Regions from separate parts of the Pan troglodytes genome. Here region 2 is linked to region 1. Evidence: chromatin contacts called from public Hi-C data. All regions are on one chromosome and are shown on one strand. Each heading gives the region's core, a stretch centred on a gene start, on an enhancer-like site or on the middle of the called end of the contact. The rest is flanking DNA. Distances are from core to core; before and after follow the strand shown. Region 1 has its middle 5.7 kb from the start of CBX4. Region 2 overlaps TBC1D16 (TBC1 domain family member 16).

What was found. Hi-C and Micro-C count contacts between places; a contact is called where the count stands out from the background.
Region 2: a contact with region 1 is called in a Hi-C map of stem cell-derived neural progenitor cells, with 6 times the contacts expected there. The contact joins two enhancer-like sites. A contact is called at or near these places in 2 of 7 Hi-C or Micro-C datasets (induced pluripotent stem cells and stem cell-derived neural progenitor cells) and 1 of 1 datasets of contacts at active chromatin or transcription factors (stem cell-derived excitatory neurons).

Annotation. Positions count from the first base shown.
Region 1 is chr19:92,862,755-92,868,055 of NHGRI_mPanTro3-v2.0_pri, reverse strand. No RefSeq gene overlaps it. Among named protein-coding and RNA genes, the nearest start is that of CBX4, 5.7 kb to the right of the region's middle. Within about 2 kb of position 3,590, at least 10 of the 24 cell types and tissues checked have an H3K27ac peak or open chromatin away from gene starts, as enhancers often do. A contact at or near this core is called in stem cell-derived neural progenitor cells, where this site is marked.
Region 2 is chr19:93,010,559-93,015,835 of NHGRI_mPanTro3-v2.0_pri, reverse strand. The region is part of intron 3 of TBC1D16 (TBC1 domain family member 16); the gene reads left to right. Among named protein-coding and RNA genes, the nearest start is that of TBC1D16, 46 kb to the left of the region's middle. Within about 2 kb of position 1,330, at least 10 of the 24 cell types and tissues checked have an H3K27ac peak or open chromatin away from gene starts, as enhancers often do. A contact at or near this core is called in stem cell-derived neural progenitor cells, where this site is marked.

The sequences.
Region 1 (5,301 bases), core at 2,341-4,840:
TGAAACTTCCCCCAGAAGTGGGACTGCACCCTCACTTTCATGGGCCCCTTCCTCCATAAAAAGTTATTTAAAATTACATTTTATAGGCTGGGCGCGGTGGCTCATGCCTGTAATACCAGCACTTTGGGAGGCTGCAGGAATCACCTGAGGTCAGGAGTTGGAGACCAGCCTGGCCAACATGGCGAAACCCCGTCTCTACTGAAAATACAAAAAAAAAAAATTAGCCAGGTGTGGTGGCGGATGCCTGTAATCCCAGCTACTTGGGAGGCTGAGGCAGGAGAATCACTTGAGCCTGGGAGGCGGAGGTTGCAATGAGCCAAGACTGCACCATTGCACTCCAGCCTGGGTGACAAGAATGAAAGTCCATGCCCAAAAAAATAAAATAAAATAAGTAGAATTACATTTTATAGCTTTGTTGGAATGAACACATTAATATTATATATTAAAATATTCTGGGTTTTGGCTGGGCGCAGTGGCTCACACCTGTAATCCTAGCACTTTGGGAGGCCAAGGTGGGCAGATCACTTGAGGTCAGGAGTTCGAGACCAGGCTGGCCAACATGGCAAAATCCTGTCTTTACTAAAAATACAAAAATCAGCTGGGCAGGGTGGCGCATGCCTGTAGTCCCAGCTACTTGGGGGCCTGAGGCAGGAGAATTGCTTGAACCCAAGAGGGGGAGGTTGCAGAGAGGAGAGATCATGTCACTGCACTCTAGCCTAGGCGACAGAGCGAGACTCCATCTCAAAAATAAATAAATAAAAATTAAAAAAAAATAGTCTGTTTTTTTGAGACAGGGTTTGGTCCTGTCACCAGGCTGGACATGCAGTGGCATGATTTCGGCTCCCTGCAACCTCCACCTCTTGGGCTCAAGAGATCCTTCCACCTCAGCCTCCCAAGCAGCTGGGACTACAGGTGTGCACCACCATGCCCAGCTAATTTTCATATTTTGTTTAGAGATGGGGGTTTCCTCATGTTGCCCAGGCTGGCCTTGAACTCAAGGATGAGTTCAACTCATGGATGAGCTCAAGCAATCAACCGGCTTCGGTGTCCCAAAGTGCTGGGATTAAAGGCATGAGCCACTGCGCCCAGCCAGTTTCTTCTGATTTTAAAATAAATTATATATACACACAATGGAATATTTTTCAGCCTTTAAAAGAATGGAAATTCCCCGGAGATATTGGCTTAAAGAAAAAGGATGGGTGGGCCGGGCATGGTGGCTCACGCGTGTAATCCCAGCACTTTGGGAGGCTGAGGCGGGCGGATCACCTGAGGTTGGGAGTTCGAGATCAGCCTGACCAACATGGAGAAACCCCATCTCTACTAAAAATTCAAAATTAGCTGGGCGTAGTGGCGCATGCCTGTAATCCCAGCTACCCAGGAGGCTGAGGCAGGAGAATCGTTTGAACCCGGGAGGCAGAAGTTTCAGTGAGCTGAGATCGCACCATTGCACTCCAGCCTGGGCAACGAGCAAAACTCCACCTCAAAAAACAAAAAAAGAAAAAAGAGAAAGGATGGAACTTCTGACTCCTGCTACGGCATGGATGAACCTTGATGACATTGTGCTGAGTGAAATAAGCCAGTCACAATGGACAAATTCTGTGTGAGTTCACTCATATGAGGTCCCCAGAGTAGTCAAATTCATAGAGACAGAAGGTAGAATGGAGGCTGCCAGGGTCTAAGAGAGGGAGCTGGTGTTTAATGAAGACAGAGTTTCAGTTTGGGAAGATGAAAAAGTTCTAGCAGTTGTGATGGTCCCGCTACAACATGAATGTGCATATGCCACTGAATTGAGCCTGAAAATTGGTTAAAATGGTTCGTTTCATGTTATATGTATTTTACCACAATTTTTTAAATAAACAATTCTTTTTTACTAGAACATTTTCATGGGCCCTGCACAGAGCCTCCTGGGCCTGATGGAGAGGGGCCCCACCCAGAAGAGCACAGGGCTGGCCCCACCCCTGCACCACACATGCCCTTTATCAACTGAACACTCCCACAGCCACACCGACAGGATTCCTTCCAGTCTGTGTCTGTCTGAGCCCAGAAAAAGAGGAAATACTGAGCTCTAGCTGGAGCTTCATCCAGCGATGATAAATAATCTCGTGCTCCAATTCAGCTCCCATCCTCTCAAGGGCATGGTCGTCACCGGAGGTCTAGGTATTGGGGCCCCTTCCCCCGACGTGGGGTATCTCTTAGGGCTTTAGTGTCCTCAATTAGCAACCCAGGGGAAGCACAGAAGTGTCTGGGCTCTGTTAGGAGGCGGCTTTTATCAGCCAGGCGAACATTTTTTTCAGTGAACCTCAGTTTAGGGGAAGCAGTTCCTGGCGGGGCTTTGGTTCCAGGCTCTCCCCCTCCAGGGACACTCATTCCTAAGGGGAGCAGGCTGGGCTGCCTGGGCACATTTGCCCTGTAATATCAGTTTGCTTCTTATTGGTCCTTTGATAGCAGAACAAGAGGCTCTGTGATCCTCTGGACCTCAGATTTCCTTTTAAACTCTCAAATAAAAAGATATGTGTGTGCTGCTCGTGTGGACTTCCCGCTGGGAGTGGAAGGGCCCCGAGCACGAGGCCCGCGTCGGGGACAATAGCCCGCACCCCTGGGGCCTGTTCCGTGCTCAGGGCGCAGGGGCTCCCAAGGTTCAAAGTCCCCTGGAGCGGGTTGTTTCTGGCTACGAAAGCAGCAGCCCGGCCGCCGTGGGGAGGGGGAGGGGACGGGGTGTGCAGGAGGCGGGGGTGCGGGGCTTTTCAGTCCATCTCTCATTGCAGCGAGACCCCCGCTTTGCCCGCGTCCGGACCTCCTTACCCCCTGCGGGAGAGGCGCGGAGGGGCTGCCGGGCCGGCCAGGGGGAGCCCGCCCCCTAGGGGAGGGCGTGGCGAGTGCACGCTCCTCTGCGCCCCTGCCCGGGCCCTGACTGGGCACCCGGGACTGGCAGGCGAGGAGCCAAGGGGGATCCCTGGGGTTGGGGGACCGGGGGAGCTGGGGGAGGTCCTCAGGGGCCATCCCCAGGGACCACTTCAGTAAACGGCCTTCTGGAAGAAGCTGGGGAAGGGGACTTTTAGGGCACACCTGGGTTATCTTCCCGTAGGTGGGGTCGAGGGGACACCCGAACATTTCTACCAGGATTCAGGAGGGCGGGGCGACCAGATAGACTGGGGTGACCGCGTCCCACGACCTCGTCATCGGGGATGGGGGTGGGGTTGGGGGCTGGACAGGTAGGGATGAAGTTGCACTGCGACCGGACTCGGCTCCGGAAGTGTCCAAAGCCTGGGCCCCATGCAGACAATATGGAATTTTGGGGATGCCCGAGGTGTTACCACCCGCCCCGCAGTGCAGGCCAAGCTGCGGTCCGGCTGGGCCCTGCCGGCCGCCATCCCACGGCCACAGGATCCCTGAGCCCCTCTCCGTTCGCCCCTCAGTCCTGCAGAGGCATCGGGACCCCCCAGGTGTCCGGCGGGGTTCACCGCGCTCCCGCCTTTGGGGATCGATCGGCTGGCGGGCGACGCGCGGCCGCGGCTCCGGAGCCTCCGCCCCCTCCCCCTCTCGGGCTACGCAGGACGCGGCCTCCAAGCAGCGTCCTCGCGGTTCCGGGCCGCGGCCAGGCCAGGCTGCAGGCCAGCCGGGGAGGCGGAGACGCGCCGGGCCCTTCCGATCGGGCCGCCCCTCGGCTCCGGGGTTGGGGAGAGGGAACTAGAGCGAGCCCAGCTTCTCCGCCAGCGGCGCTCGGCGCCCCCTTTTCTCGCCCCCCTCCCAAGCCAAATACCCCCACCTCGCGCGCGCGCTTAACCCTCGGCGCGCCGCGAGGCTGGGAGCTGGGAGAGGAGTAGCCGAGGGGGAGGGGCGCAGGGGAGCGAGTTGGAGGGGGGCAGTTGCGCTTCGGCTGACGACCACTTCGGGGTCCGCCTAGCGATTTTTATTTCATTCCCTGCCTTGCTGCAGCAGCTCTTGGTTGGAAAAAGGAAGAAAGAAATCTGCCCTGTGTGTGGGCCCCGCTGGGTTTGGGGGCGCGACGGGGACACCCGAGAGGAAAACGCAGGGGCTGGCGTGAAGGGGTGAACCTCAGGGGCACGGGAGAGCCGCGGGGCGACCTTGAGCAAACGAAACCCAAATAAAAACACAGTGCGCCGAGGCCGTTGTGAGCGCGGCGGCGGCGGCGGCGGGCGGTGGAAGCGGTTCCAAAGATCATATTTGAAATATGGATCCCGGGGGCGCAGATCTCCGGGCCGGCGGGGCCTCGCGACTGAGTGGGGGCCGGGGGCCGGGTGGGCTTCTCCGGGCGGGCCTGAGGTGGCTGCCCTGACGTTGGGAGGGACGGACGTCGTAGAAAACAGCGCGTCCCGCTTCGGCGCCTGCGACCCCAGCGTGCCGCAATGCGGAGGCGCGGCCCTGCGGGCGGCGGTGTGGCCCCGAGGGGTGCTTGGGCCCTGCCAAAGGACCCTGGCGTCGCGGTGCTCGGGGCCCGCGTCCCCGTCCGCGCACCCTGTCGGGCCAGTCCGCAGGAACCCCCGGCTGCAGTGCCGCGCGGCCCGCTAGGGTGGGACTCGGGGACGTCGGAGGCTTCGCCGACCAAATGAAAGCCGAGCTTTCACGGGCGGTGGGACAAAGAGCAGAAACATTGAAGTGGGGACCCGGAGGTTGGGGGGGCACCCTTAGAAACAAAGCCACTCCTCCAGAAGGGTGGAGGGGCGGAGTGCAGGGCTGCCTCACAGCCTCCCCCTGCACGCACAACCCCACCAGTTCCGCTGCCCCTAAGCTGCCGCTACAAGTACGATATGATCAACGCCAGCGCGAAGTTTTTCTAAGGACAAGGGAGAGAAATGAGCGCTTGTTAAAGCCCGGGTAGATTCTGTAGTGGTTGCTGGTAAATCCCCTCTCGGTGATCTGCAATCCACCTCCGAGGGCCGGGAAAACGATACCAACTTGAGAGCTTTCTGAGTCGGGGGAGCGACCCGGGAAGCCACAGGCGGCCCGCTCAAGGCAGAGCCCAAATCTGGGTTCCGTGGGCTGGCGGTGGCAATCTCCTGGCCCAGAGCACCCGCTCAGCGAGAAGATTCCCTTAAGAAGTCGTTTATTTCCCCGGGATGGTGCGGGTCATGCCTCTTCCCAGACCGAACACTTAGTAGCCACCCTCCAGCCCACGGCTGTTAAAAGGTTCCCGACCTCTCCAGGGTCCACTCCTTCAGCCTGGTCCCCACCAGGAGCGAGACTGTGGCTGAGCTAGATAGCAGCTCTCCTCTCCTGGGGCCCCTGAGGGCCCCGGGGGCCCAAACCGAGGTGGCGTCTGGAAGGCTTCAGTCTGGCAGC
Region 2 (5,277 bases), core at 81-2,580, 150 kb before region 1:
CCCTCTGCACAATGGGGCTGGCGCTAGTGCTCCCCACCCCATAGACTGTCATGAGAAGTAGCATCTGGACAGGCCCTGAGAGCAGTGCCCATCTCTGTGCCATCCGCTGGGACTGGTGTTGGCCTGGTACTGTACCGTCTCACCCTCGTGTCCCCAGGAGGGGAGTGGGGTCGAGACCAGCCCCAGGGGTTACATGGACAATGGGGTTACATGGACAAATGCCTCCTGTTACATTTTGTTCACTGGTTCCCAAAATGAGGTGCAGGCTCTGCAGAGAAAGCAGGCTTTCCCCGAGGGGCTCTGGAGCAGAAAGAGCTGTCTCAAGGTAGGTGCTGGGGCTGGGGTGATGTGAGAGCAAAGAGTTGGAAGTGGGAATGTTCTGGAAGGAGGGAGAGGGCTAGTGGCTGATATGTGGTCACCGGAGGAGGAGCCCTGCGATATATATCAGACAGGGACAGGGAGAGGAGAGGCGACCTGGGACCCCGAAAACCGGGTGGGTGGTCGCTATGGCCTCTCCTGGGAGCCTCGGACTGGCGGTTAGGGCAGACTCCAGTAGATTGTAAAGGCATCAGGATCTGTCTTGCTTCTGTAAATATTTAAACACTGGGAGGATTATTTTTGGTAGCTACGGTCTCTCTCCGAGCCTGGCGGGCTGCCGGGACGGGTGTCAAGTGACATCGGGTGCAAGGATACCCCACCCCCTGGCCCCACCGGCCCCAGGCTCCGTGTGTTCACCTTTCCAACGGCCACAGTTTGATGTGGGTCACGGTTTCCCCTTCTAGGAGACGCAGAGAGATGGTCTCGGGCGTGCGCCTTCAGCGCGACCAGCAGGGATTCCTCGTCCACACAGTTTCCTGACAGCGGTTGAAAGGGACGGGTCTACACAGGCCAAGAACAGCAGCGGAGTGTGGGGTCAGGAGCCCAGCGGGGGGCACCCCCGGGAGGGGCCGCCTCCGCCAGACCCACCCCGGGTGAAAGGACGCATTGTGTGCCCGCAGCATGAGGGGAGCCTGCAGAGAGGCGTCTTTGTAGGGTCCACGAGGGGGAAAGCGCTTCCCGGCAGGCGGAGCACACAAGCCAGCCGGTGGCCACGGCCGGGGACAGGCTTGTACGCAGGACATTGAGGTCTGGCGAGGATGGGGGGGCCACCAGGCCCCCGGCCCTTTGCAGAGTGTTGCTCGTTTTCTCCCACCCCAGAATGGGGCTTGGCCAACACGGCCCCCCCAACCATCCCCCCACCCCCGCCAGCTGCCCGGAGCCTCTGTGAAGATGGCGGCACCGCCCCTTGCAAACTCCATCTGCGTGGAGGTGGCACTCCTGCTCCAGGAGGGATCCCGGTGCCCAGCAGATGGCAGGCTTCCCCTAGATCAGCCCAGGGCTGGCCGCTGCCTGCGGTGCACACCCCGCCCTCCCCCTCCCCTCCCCGCCCCGCCCCACCCCCACCTGCCTGTGGCTGGAGGGCAGCACTGCAGGCGCGCCTCCCCACCTGACCTCCCTCTTGCCTCCCTGCCTCCTTCCAAGCAGATTTTGGTGAATCCTAAATCAGGTGGATATTAACTAGCAAGTGCCTGCAAGCAGTTCTGAGGGCCGGGCTGGGGTGCACACTCACTTGGGCCAGGTCCCCCTGGTCAGGGTCAGCCAGACGCCACTCCTGCATCCTGTCCACTTTTAGCAGCCTTCTGCCTTCCCTGCTGACTTTCCGCCTCTTCTCTGGATGTCTGGTGGGTGGAGAGGTGGAGAGCCTCCAGCACAACCTCACCCCACCCCACGTCGCGTCAGCCTCAGCCTCCCCTGAGACTACACGGAACCCAGACACGTTTGACCTCTGGCCCCAAAGCAGAGATGCCTGGCTGATGGGATGGGTGGGAGGCCTGACACAGCCAGATGCAGCCTGCCTTGTGTCATTCCTGCTCTCCCGGTGTGGACGCAGGGATCCCCCCCGGGACAGCCCAGCTGGGTCTCCAGGGCGGCCTTGTCTGGAATTTACTTTGTGAACCTCTTGCTTGTCAAAGTTATTTCATAGATGATTCATGGTTATATAGAAGTGTCAGAAATAAAGAGAAGGAGCTCAGATACATGTCCACCCCTGCCCATAGCAGCACCGTCCACAGTAGCCCATGGTGGAAGCGTCCAAGTTCCCCCGACGGGTGACTAGAGAAACGCGGTGTGTTCACACACACGTTCCACACACACCCAGTGGAACGTTCAGCCTTGGGAAGGCAATTCTGACACGCGCCGCAACACGGATGAGTTGAGGACGTTACGCCGAGTGAAATGAGCCAGACACAAGGGGCCAAATCTGTGTGATTCCACTTGTGTGCGGCCCCTGGAGTTGTCAGGCTCAGAGAGGGAAAGATTGGGGTGCCAGGGGCTGAGGGAGGGGACGTTGGGGAGCTGGCGTTTCATGGAGACAGAGCTTCAGTTTGGGAAGAAGGAGAGTTCTGGAGATGGGTGGTGTGATGGTTGCACAAAAATAGGAATGGTATGATGCCACTGAGCTCGACGTTGAAAACGGTTAAGGTGGTGAATTTTATGTTATGGACATTTTACCACAATAAACAGAGAGAAGGAAAAATCAGTTAAGATCTTTTAAGGTGACTGGGACTGTGAGACTGGTGCACGTTTTCCCAGCCTTTTCAGAACTGACTTCTTGGATTAGGTCTGTAAGCCTGTGTAGGTTGTCCCCACCCCAACAACTGGTCGTGAACTTCAAGCATTGGGAAATCATGTGGGAGGTGGCTGCCCAGGCTCACCTCTGCCCGGGCTGTAACAGGAGGCTCTCATGGGGCAGGTGCTGCGCTGTGGCCAGAGTGCTGGCCGGGGGCGTGGGCTCCCACCACCTGGAACCGGGCCCTCGCTGGCTGGGCGCCCGAGACCCGTCACTGCACACGCCTTGTGAGAGCTACGGCTGCTGTCCACACGGCTTGTTCAGGCTGAGTTGAAGCCTCCGTCCGAGCAGCTGAAAGTCAAATCTAGTCGTTAGACTCTGAAAGCTGGTTCATGTCAGAGACCTGACATGGAGTGTGGGAAAACCTTGACGGAAGCTTCCAGAGCCTGGCAAGATTAGATCAGGAAGTAACACTTTGCCTAGTGAGCTTAGAAAAATAGACTCTCCCTGTTGTCTTCTGGGAACTGGGAAATCTGAGCACAGGTTTCTGGGCATGGATGCTGCACACAGGCCTGCCCCTGGGGGTGGGCAGCAACACCCCAGCCACCCCAGGAGGGTGGGGACCCCTTGGCTGACTTTTGGGAATCCAGAGGGGGTCATTACAGAAGGGCTGGCGCTAGAGTGGCCATGAGGGTACAGTGGGTCCCTCTCCCCACCCCTTGACCCCAGTCATCTTTTCAATACCGTTCTCTGGTGGGACTTGCGAGGGCCGATGCTGAGGCTGCTCTGCTTGTGCAGAGAGGACATTCGTGTATTTGAGGATGTTCGTGTATTTGAACAAAGATTGTAGTGTCTTGGCCTCTCGGCCTTTGGCATTGCCAGGTATCTGGGCAGAACCAGCTAGAGCTGCTGGAGAATACATGAGCAGTATCTAGAACAATTCCGAACTCCACAAGGCCGGTTTGCCATGCCAGACTGTTGGGAAGAGGCAACTACAACTCGTATTTATGACTCTGTCCATGGCAGGCAAAGCAAACCGTAGCTTTTCATCCTGGAAATACCCCAGCACAGTGTTTTTGTGGGAGCCTGTTACTCAAAGCAGGCACAGAGTGGAAAAGGGCCCGATCAAGGCCACAGTGTGGGAGCTGTCAGAGCAGGGCAGGCCCGAAGCCCAGGGCTGTGCTGAACCAACCACCAGTGAGAGGGGCTTTGATGCGTCCAGTGATAAAACCCGTCGGGCAGGTCCTGGGAGGGATTCTGGCTTTGGGGACTTTGCTGTGCTTAAGTCATGGGCAAAAGTTCCTGCGCTGGCCAATTTTGTTTTCATCGAATGTGGGGATCCCTGTTCAGGGGGCACACGGTGCTGCATTTGAGGGTCTTGAGTGGTCCTCCACATTTGGGGTGTCCTTTGGGCCATGTGGAGCCCTGAGAAGGATTGACAGGTGTTTGGGAGTTTGTGTTTGTATCTTGGACGATGGAGGAGTTTCCCTAATCATGGTGTTTTTTCAAGTTAAGAAACTTCCTCTGGAGAAGCCGTTTTCTCTTTTACTGATGAAAGGCTTCTCCTCGGCAGGAGGACTGAAGGTGCTGGGTCCTGAGGGAGGGCCTGGGGCCGGCGGGCAGGTGTGGGTTGGGGAGGGTGGCACCGTCCAGCCCAGCAGAGCCCAGAAGACGGGACCAGGCTGAGGACTTCCACGGGGCTGGCCGGGCTACACAGCACCATGCTTAGCAGGGTTGGACTTCGATTTTCTGTGGCTCTAACTGATAAAACAAGCAGGGGCCTTCTAAGTTTTGCTTTGAGGTGGACTGCCGATTAAAGAGCCAACATCTGGTGCATAGGACCCTCCAGAAAAAGTCTTTTTGCCCTTAATGTTAATTTTTCCCCCTTTGTTGGAGTTGATTTGTTAAGTTGCTGGTGTGTGTTGACAATTGTTTGGTACAGAACGCAGGCACGTGCGTTCACCAGGACCCTGGCTTGCCGAGCGGGAGGTGGTCGACTGTGGACTCTGGGCGCGTTTGACTTTCAGCCGTGGTCTTATGATTGGGCAGCCTCCGTCCGGTTCCTGCCCCCTCTGCCCCTTGGGCACACGCCCAGTGGAGCTTGGACCTGACTCATAGCTCTCTACAGTCGACAAAAGGAAAATGTTTCAGTTTGGGTAAATCAGCCACAGCTGGAGCCAGGGAGAGGCCCATGGGCTGGTGACTTTTCAGGGTGGTGGTGTTTGTTCAGCGTGTTGTTTTGCTCTGTGACTTTGGAGAGTGCATCAAAGGCTCGGCGGACACCCACTTGCCAAGGAGCCACGGCCCTGGCTGGTGGCCAGGCAAGCACCTCCCAGGTAGGCGTCAGGGGAAGCATCCAAACTAGTAAATAAAACGGCTTCTGGCAGGGCGTGCTATCATCCCCCTCTCCCTTCTAAACACACACACGCTTTCACAGAGAAGAACTTAGAAGTATTTCGTTTGAATCAGAAGGAAATATTGAATATCGTCTCATTCTCCTCCACCTAATTTTTTTTTTAAACCACATTCAGAATTGCTGGGCAACCTCATTTCCCCACATTTAGGATTCTTCCCTCGAAATCTCATGCAGGCGTAAAATCCGAGAGCCTCGGAGGGTTTTTCTGAGCCTCTGCATCTCCCAGCACCCCGCCCCCGCCCAGCACTCATGT